2 separate regions of the Callithrix jacchus genome follow, and region 1 is linked to region 2. The links are chromatin contacts, called in public Hi-C maps. All regions are on one chromosome and are shown on one strand. Each heading gives the region's core, a stretch centred on a gene start, on an enhancer-like site or on the middle of the called end of the contact. The rest is flanking DNA. Distances are from core to core; before and after follow the strand shown. Region 1 holds the start of TMEM184C (transmembrane protein 184C). Region 2 overlaps ARHGAP10 (Rho GTPase activating protein 10).

Region 1 (4,282 bases), core at 1,639-4,138, 290 kb before region 2:
ATGAGAATGGCTAGGAGCTGGAATCAGCTTCTCAACTCACATGACCGGTACCCAGGCTGGGCTGACTCAAGGCCTGGGCTCAGCTGCAACTGCTGACCAGTGTTACCTTCATGGGACCTTTGTCTGTCTTGGGCTTTCTCACAACATGCCAGCCTCAGGTAGTGGAATGTCTCACAAGAAGGCTGAGAATTCCAAAAACTAAATGTTCCAGCAGACAAGGAGGCACTGCATGGCCTCTTATGACCTAGCCTCAGAAGTCACATATGGTGACTATGACTACTTTTGCCAACTTCTTTTGGTTAAAATCAATCACAAGCCCACATACATGTAAAGAGAGGGAACACAGACTCTATCTTGTTATCAGAAGAGTATCAAAGAAGTTGCAGGCAGGTTTTAAAAACTACCATGGACATATATAGAGAGAAATGGAGATACATGCCAAAGGGTTAACAGTGCCTACTCCCCAGGATCCCTCAGAGTGCATTTAATCTATTATATTCATTCAGATTAATCCAAATTTATCTTTCAAGGATAGCAAATTCCACCTATTTTCATGTGATGCAGTATCAAACTTCAATTAACCTGTATGATTTGCATCAAAGTTGGCTAATAGCTTGTTTTTTGACCCTAGCACCATCTGCCACTTATAACCATTTCTTATTTTTCAAACACCATCAAGCTCAGATCCACCCTCAGATTTAGGCTAAGTCATATCCAGAAAGAATGCCTACAGCAAGCAAAACAAGTAGATTAGGATCACACTAGCATTATGGCTGTTGAGACCAGTGGTCATTCCCTATCCTTACTAGACTTTAGGATCTTACAGGTCAAGAGAAAAAATGAACCAGATGGTAGGTAAATAAGGCTATCAACTTTTATTCTCCAAAGTTAAAACATCTGAAGAACAACTACTATTATCATATTAAAAATAGGATACACAATTTCAAAATAAAGCATGGTCCTTAAGAGTGAATAAATATAACTAAATGAAAAATTCATATACCTTATCTGAAGTGTTTTGGATTTCAGAGTTTTTCGAATTGGGGAATATTTGCATTATACTTATCAGTTGAGCATCTCAAATCTGAAATCCAAAATCTGAAGTGCTCCAAGGAATATTTCCTTTGAGCATCATATCAGCACTCAAAACGTTTTGGATTTTGGAGCATTCTGAATTTTATTTTCAGATTTGACATACTCAATCTGTAATTTTGTTTTTAATTTCTCTGCTGATCTGAAGAAATTTCACCATAGAAGAATTCCAGTTCGTAAACTGGTATGCGAAATCATTTGTGCGTCTGTCTCATCTCTTCTTTCTTTTACTTTTTTCTAATGGTTTTATATTTTTGCTTTAGGAACTCAAAATCTAAACAAGACAAAAAAGTAAATGATTATAACACCATATGATTGCTGTAAGAATGCCTGGGGAAACAAAAATAAAGGAAGGTCTCACAAGTTAGGTGAAAAAGGTTTGCCCATGAGAAAGAATGGGGAAGATTATAGGTAGCTGAAAACACGCAGACAATCTATGCATACAGCCTATCCAAGCTACATCCATTGTGTATCAAAAAAGGGAAGAGTAGTTATGCTTGGCTGTAGAGTAAGATTAACTTTCTCTTCATTATTCTTCTCTTTTATGAACTTTAACAATAGAGAAAGCATTAATTTAATGATCAGGGATTGTTTTTTAATTTCAGTTTTTAAAGTTAGCTTAGGAAAAACAAACAAAAGACTTATTTTTCTGGTAGAAAGCAGTTTGGGTCATGTTGTAAAATACAGTTGTTAATGATTGGGAAGTAGGCTGCAGAAGTCAAGCTCCAAACAGACTATACTAGGAAAAGGGCTCATAATATTCATCCCGTGTCTCTGTGAGAATCCTAAGCTGGGTGTACTCAGTGTTGCAAGTCTCTTTATCCGTAGAGTCATTAGGCGGAAATTCCCCATGTGGCAGGTACTAGCAGGTCAAATGCTCAAATATAATACCCTTTGGAGTCAGAGAGACCAAGGTTAGTATCTCCACACTACCACTTAACTAGCTCAGTGAGCCTGGGCAAATTAATTAGCCATTTGACTTTTTGATCTGTAAGGTGGAAAAATGCCTACCTCTCAAAATTTTTGGGCATAACAACTTACATAATGTAGGTAATGAACTCAGAACAGTGCCTATCCCCCTGAAAATGACGATTATAATATAAAACGCATTTGTAAATGTAATTGAGAAGCAGATACTGGTTTGCTCTACTGGTTTAGCTAAAGGCTTTAAGCATATAAAACTCCTTTGTCTGCTGGGATGTCAACTTTTTAAAACTTAGATGAGTATAATTTTCTAACACAAGTTCCAAATGTGGAAAGGACATTCTGTATTTGCAGTTAATTCTACCTTTAGAATGATCCTTCTGTAGGATCCACAAATAACCAAGGGACCCAGCCCCTAGATTCTAGCCACTGACAGAAAACTAGGTGGAAGTTTCCCATTCCACCCTGTCTCCTTAATCCAGCGGGCTTTTGAATCAGAGATGTTTTGTGTAGAGATGGGCCTTCTCTCTTCCAGGCCAACTCTGAAGTAACCGCCCTTACCCAAGTTTTCGTTGAGCTGGAATAACGCCAGCAGAAGACTGTAGTAGGTGTGCCTCAAGTGTCCTCAAACAATTCCTGAAGCTTCCAGAATCCTTGTAATAGCCCACTGAACCACCTGCGGCAACTCCACCCACTTCCACACACCTGCTCTTCTTTCTAACCCTGGTACGCAATCCAGCAGCCCGCCTTCGCAGGTGACCAATCAGAGAGAGCGCAGAGTGAGCCGGATGGGGCGGGTCCAGTTTGGCGCTGAGGACGAATCACCTGCCTCAGACAGCATGGGCGGAAGCGGAAAAGAGCTGAAAGTCCTGGTTTGGCCTTGGGTTCCGCTGTAGGGGATGTCCCGTGCGAGTGAATGAGGAGGTCCTAGGGCTTTACCTACTAGCAGAATCGCGCGAAGAGACGCCTGCCAGTGCGGGAGGTAGGGAGCCCGATCCCCAAAGAAAAGAGCGACTGGACAGCAACTGCAAGACAGAACCGGAGTGTGCAGGGTCCCTAGAGGCCGGTTCCTGGTCGGCGCTGCTCTTCTGGAAGCCATGGTGCAGGCAGAGCTCAGGGCAATCCCCAGGTGAGGGCAGCGGCTCTGCCTGGGATTCCACCGCGGTAGAACCGAGTAGATGCGGGGTGGGGAAGAAAGGATGTTGCCTGCAGTGCTCCCCGATAGCACCCTGATCGGCCACATTTGCAGGAGCAGCAGCAGAAGAAGACACAGCGCCGGTCCAGGAGGCGGCTCGAGCTGTTAGTAAAGTCGTCCGACAGCTTTTTCTCCGTAGTATGCGAGTTGACAAAACAGCCAGAGAACCGGGCTCCCCATTACAATCTTTTCAAGCTTTTTTCCCTTGCTAACCGGATCTGATTTGTGCGAAAACATGCCTTGCACTTGTACCTGGAGGAACTGGAGACAGTGGATTCGACCTTTAGCAGTGGTCCTCTACCTGGTGTCCATAGTGGTTGCGGTTCCCCTATGCGTCTGGGAATTACAGAAACTGGAGGTAAGAGGGTTCTGCACCATTGGCCTCTACACTTTCTTCTACCCATCTAAGATTGGGAAGGAGTCACCCTTCCCCCATTTCTGCTTTGACAATCCTGAAAACCATCTAATGTAAACGAGCCCACTCTTAGGATATAAACCTGTCTAGTTTCTTGTTCACGGTTCTTCAAGTCACCCTACAGATGGAGGTGGGACCGGGTCGAGAAAATAGAATATATTGATATGGCTGCTTAGAAGGGCACCGTTTTGCAAGCATTCATCGGTTCCCTGAAAGGTAATTTTATTCCTGAAATCTGATCTGTTCAGATACTGGACTAAAGTAGGTCAAATAAACTACCTTGAAAACCATGTACTGAGTTTTATTAGCTTTTAACTAGCTTCCTGAATCAAAGGATTCTAGTTGTTTTAACTTTAGTGTTTGTTTTTACTGTGGAAATTAGCTCTTACTCAACAAAGGTTTTGCAGAAAGTCCCTTATATATATTTTTGATGTCATATGCTTATTGTGACATCAGTAATATACTCTAAGCTGGAAAACCCAAGGCAAATAACTCCAATATAAATATTATATAATGAACTTTAAATTCGGGGTTAATATAACCCAGCAAGTACTTTTACAGAGAAACACCTATTGCAACAACTATAACAAGACCATAACTATTTTAGGCTCATCTTTATTGTGGAAGTGATTTTTACATATTTAAGCAAACTGTAT
Region 2 (4,287 bases), core at 1,245-3,744:
GAAGTATTATTAAAATGATACAATATTAAGTCTAGTGTAAACCTGGATTATATTTAAATTTAGTTACACACTGTGTGTGTATGGTTGGTTCGACATGATCGCATGTGACTTTTCTTTTGTCTAATATCTTTGACTGACTTTTGGATGGCACGTGACAGTTCATAATAGAGAAAGGAGCTTTTATACCACTTCTTCCTCGCTGCAGTACTTTGGGCATGGCTCTGTTCTCTCCTTGTTGGCTATTAGTCTGTGCTCCTTCATCTCCTGCCCTGTCAATCGTGAGATGACAGCTGCAGATTTTACAGGCCCCTTTATGCTGGCAGTTCTCTACCTCTGTTCACTCTCACCTCTCTTTTCAGGTATCCTAAAGAAGAATTTCCTTCCCCAAGTAAATTTCCAAATGACTTCACTTTCTCATTAGGTATCTCATTTTAAATGTTGCTTTGGCAAAATCTTTGGAATCACCATGGCCCTTTCTCGTACATCCCACATCTAGTCTGTCAGTTATGTCATGTTTAGATCCAGAATATAATCAGAGTGTGTCCACTTCTCATGACTCCCTCTTCTCCAAACCCTTCTAATGGCTTCTCCAGAGTCCAAAGTGCCCACAAAATCCTGTGTGTTCTTCACCCAACCCTCCTGGGGTCAGCAGAGTCTGTGCTCAGGGCCACTGCATTTGTTTTCCTCCTGCTTGGTGTAATTTCAGCATGGATCCCTGTGCCTCATCCCTTCAAATACTCTTTCAAATACTCTCCACTCAGAGGTCAGTTTATTAAAAGTTTTTTCCTGACCTTCTTATTGAGAATGTCCCCTTTACTCTGCTTTGTATATTTTTTTCATGTTCTTATAACCGTTTGACACACTGTGCATTTGTTACGTAGCTTCTTCCACTAGAATGTAAGCTCCTTGAAGGCAACAACATTGTCAGGGCTCTATCTTCAGTGCCTAGAACAGTACCTGTCAAGAAGGAGGTACTTAATGTTTATATATTGAATGAACAAGTGCAGAGATGCTTGCACAGTGAGCTGGGGCTCCAGCAGTTTATCAATCCCAAAGATAATTAACCTCTAGAAACATGAAGAGATCCTAAAGATGAGTAACTTGTTTCATTTAAATTATATACACTTTTTAATCTTGCTCTGTTTGCTCTTTACAAATGTACATGCTCTCACTTCAAACAGCCTTCTAGTTCAAGTGTGAAGACCTTAAAAGGGGGGGTTTTTTTTTTTTTTTTTTTTTGAGATGGAGTTTTACTCTGTCACCCAGGCCGGAGTGCAGTGGCACGATCTCGGCTTACTCCAACCTCTGCCTCCCAGGTTCAAGCGATTCTCCTGCCTCAGCCTCCCAAGTAGCTGTTACTACAGGCATATGCCACCACACCTCGCTAATTTTTTTGTGTTTTTAGTAGAGACAGAGTTTCACCATGTTAGCCAGGATGGTCTTGATCTCCTGACCTCATGATCCACCTGCCTCGGCCTCCCAAAGTGCTGGGATTACAGGCGTGAGCCACCGCACCCGACGTAAGGGGGATGATTTTTAAAGGGGAAAATGCTAGATTTGGATATTCGTTAACTTTTGGCAATGGTTAATGTAATGCTAATCTTCAGTGAATTGAATTGAGATACTCAAGAGACTTAATAAAAGTTGCAGAGACTGATACTAAACAAAGGCTTAGAAACATAAATAATTCATTCTCTCCTCTTGTTTCAAATGAAAATAACAGGAGAAAATCATGGCATACACCACGCTGGCTATTTTGGCAGTTCTCTGAGGACTTGCTGCTCTAGCTCTATGTTTATTGGGCAAGATAGCTGCTACCTCCCTCCACACCCCTACATTCTACTTAATAGTTGTAATGTAACAAGTATTGGTTTTTGAGAAAATGGAATTTCTGTTGATTTTTGAAGTCTATTTTTTCTTCCCAAGTAGCCAAATGATAATATTTCAGTATAACAATAATCTACTTGAGAAGCAGATTCCCTGAATAACTTTGTATGAGACTTGTCTACTTTCTTACATATATTTACAGCAGGAATGGCTACAAATAGATGATGATCAAATTAAAATTGTGTATTTGTTAGAAATTAGTGACTTTTGCTTGGAGTAGTAAAAAGTATAGTAACTGCCTTTTAGATTTGGTCAGGCTAAAGGAACAAGAATATAAGAATGCCATGAACGTCCAGGTTGTAACTAGGGGCATTCTTTTAAGTGAGAGCTGTTGGCACGGGATCGTTAGGATGTCACTTTTCCAGCCAGTAACCTCTGTGGCTTATGATGCCTTTGCCTGAGTTTGCTCAGGTCTGCTGGCTTTTTCTGCCCACTCTGCCTGGCAGGCTGCACTTGGCTTGTGCTACTGGCCCGGATCTCATGTCTGCCAAGAGTGAGCTGGGCATGGAGTGGTGAGGGGTTTGTGAGCGACTGCAGGGTCCAGCCACTGTGCATAGGCAGGCATGCCAACTGCGGCGGGGCAGGCAGCTCCAGGCACAGGCACTGGCTCCGTGCAAGGCTGCGGCTGGACCAGGGATACTGCACATTGCTTCCATTGTGGGCAAGGGGGGAACACGGTGTCGCCTGGAAACTGGAGACACCAAGAACCACAGAGCCGCAAAGAGGGTGTCACAGCCTTGGCCTAGGGAACGCCTAGGTCTGGGCTCCCTGAGGGCTGCAGCTCTTCTCTCCTTTTCATCACCTACAATGTGGTGAGCGGGGGAGGGGCCGGTTCACTTCTGTTGGTGTTACAGCTCTTTCAGTCTGGCCATTCTGTGGGTCCCAAGTTCTGGTCTGGCATCCAGGAGGAATGAGGTGTGCAGACAACTGGAGGGTGAGCAAGGTGGAGGGGAACTTCAATGAGCAACAGAACAGTTCTCAGGAGACCTGAAGTGGATAGCTCTTTTCTGCAGGCAGGTTGTCACAGTGAGTGTCCAGTTCTTAGTGGAGAGGAGACCCATAGTGGGTAGCTCCTTTCCACAGGCAGGTGGTCCCGACTAGTGGAGGAGATCCTGAGGGCATTGCTCCTTCCAGCAGCTGGTAGTCGGCTTGTCTTGTCTTGTCTTTTCCTTTCTTTTCTGTCTGTCTTTCGGTTTGTCTTTCTGTCTTTTTGACAGAGTCTGGCTCTGTCGCCCAGGCTGGAGTGCAGTGATGTGATCTTGGCTTGCTGTAGTTTCTGCCTCCTGGGTTTAATCAATTTTCCTGTCTCAGCCTCCTGAGTAGCTGGGACTACAGGCATGCGCCACCACACCTGGCTAATTTTTGTATTTTTTAGTAGATACAGGTTTTCACCATGTTGGCAAGGATGGTCTCCATCTCCTGACCTTGTGATCTGCCCACCTCGGCCTTCCAAAGTGCTGGGATTACAGGTGTGAGCCACCCACCTGGCCCTCCCCACATCTTTCTGAGTCTGGCTGAGTCCAGTGTTTTTATGGTCTCCAGAGGGAGGAAGTTTGTGCTGATTGGTCCATGAACAGTAATGGGTGGCCCTGGAAAAAGCACCATAAGTTGTGATCCCTGGCTGCAGACTCCACCCAGAACTGGCAGCCCAGCAGTTCCCAGGCTTCAGGCTGTCCCTGGCTTGAAGCTGGGGTTTCACCAGGGACCTGTCCCTTCCCACCTAGGAACCTGTCCCCTGCAGTTGTCAATATGTCATCCATGGCACCCAAGGTGTTTGCACAAGAGGCACCTGCAGGCCCCTGCGGAGCTGCCCTCAGCCCTATGGCCTCCCTCTTGTGCTTGTTGGCACCTGAAGTCCAGAGGGGGCCGAGCTGGAGGTGGAGGGTATGGGGGTGCTGGCACCACTCTGAGTATGCACATACTAGGCTGGGTTGCAGCAGTACCTCAACTGGGCTAGAACTTTGCTCCGCACCAGATCAGGCACTGGGAGCAGGGAGAGGCTAGGCACTTCTGAGCCTGCGGGGGTTGTGGGGGGCAGTGGTCCTTCCCAGGCCCCCAAGAGTGCATGGATGTCCTGGTCCAGAACTGTGGCCGCATGGCTACAGCTGCACCTGGGAGCATGGGGCTCCTGTCCTGATAACTCTGTAGAAGTTAGGGCTCCTGCCTGTTTCTGGCCCTTGTGGGCTCTGTGGAGCTCACAGTCCTGGCTGCCCTTTCCCCTCTGCAGCTGTATCAATGCAGTGGCTGCTCCAGACTGGCTGTTGCTGCCATCACTGTCAGTGATCCCAGGGATTCTGGTGATTTAATCACAAAGCACGTGGCACAACAGTTCTGGATTTTCCCGAACGTTATGGAAGTGGTCATAGAGGTTGACCGGCAGTGCAAGGGTAATTACACTAG

The links. Hi-C and Micro-C count contacts between places; a contact is called where the count stands out from the background.
Region 1: a Hi-C map of skeletal muscle shows a contact between it and region 2, with 2.4 times the contacts expected there. The contact joins the promoter of TMEM184C here to the enhancer-like site in region 2. A contact is called at or near these places in 2 of 3 Hi-C or Micro-C datasets (both in skeletal muscle).

What each region holds. Positions count from the first base shown.
Region 1 is chr3:49,269,619-49,273,900 of calJac240_pri, reverse strand. It overlaps TMEM184C (transmembrane protein 184C), which reads left to right and starts at 2,888. Exons shown (of 11, transcript XM_078366444.1): 1 at 2,888-3,145; 2 at 3,266-3,569. The coding sequence starts at 3,447. LOC144581741 (a long non-coding RNA gene) reads right to left here and starts at 2,781. Exons shown (of 3, transcript XR_013532869.1): 1 at 2,578-2,781.
Region 2 is chr3:48,981,723-48,986,009 of calJac240_pri, reverse strand. The region is part of intron 3 of ARHGAP10 (Rho GTPase activating protein 10); the gene reads left to right. Among named protein-coding and RNA genes, the nearest start is that of ARHGAP10, 150 kb to the left of the region's middle. Within about 2 kb of position 2,494, at least 2 of the 16 cell types and tissues checked have an H3K27ac peak or open chromatin away from gene starts, as enhancers often do. A contact at or near this core is called in skeletal muscle, where this site is marked.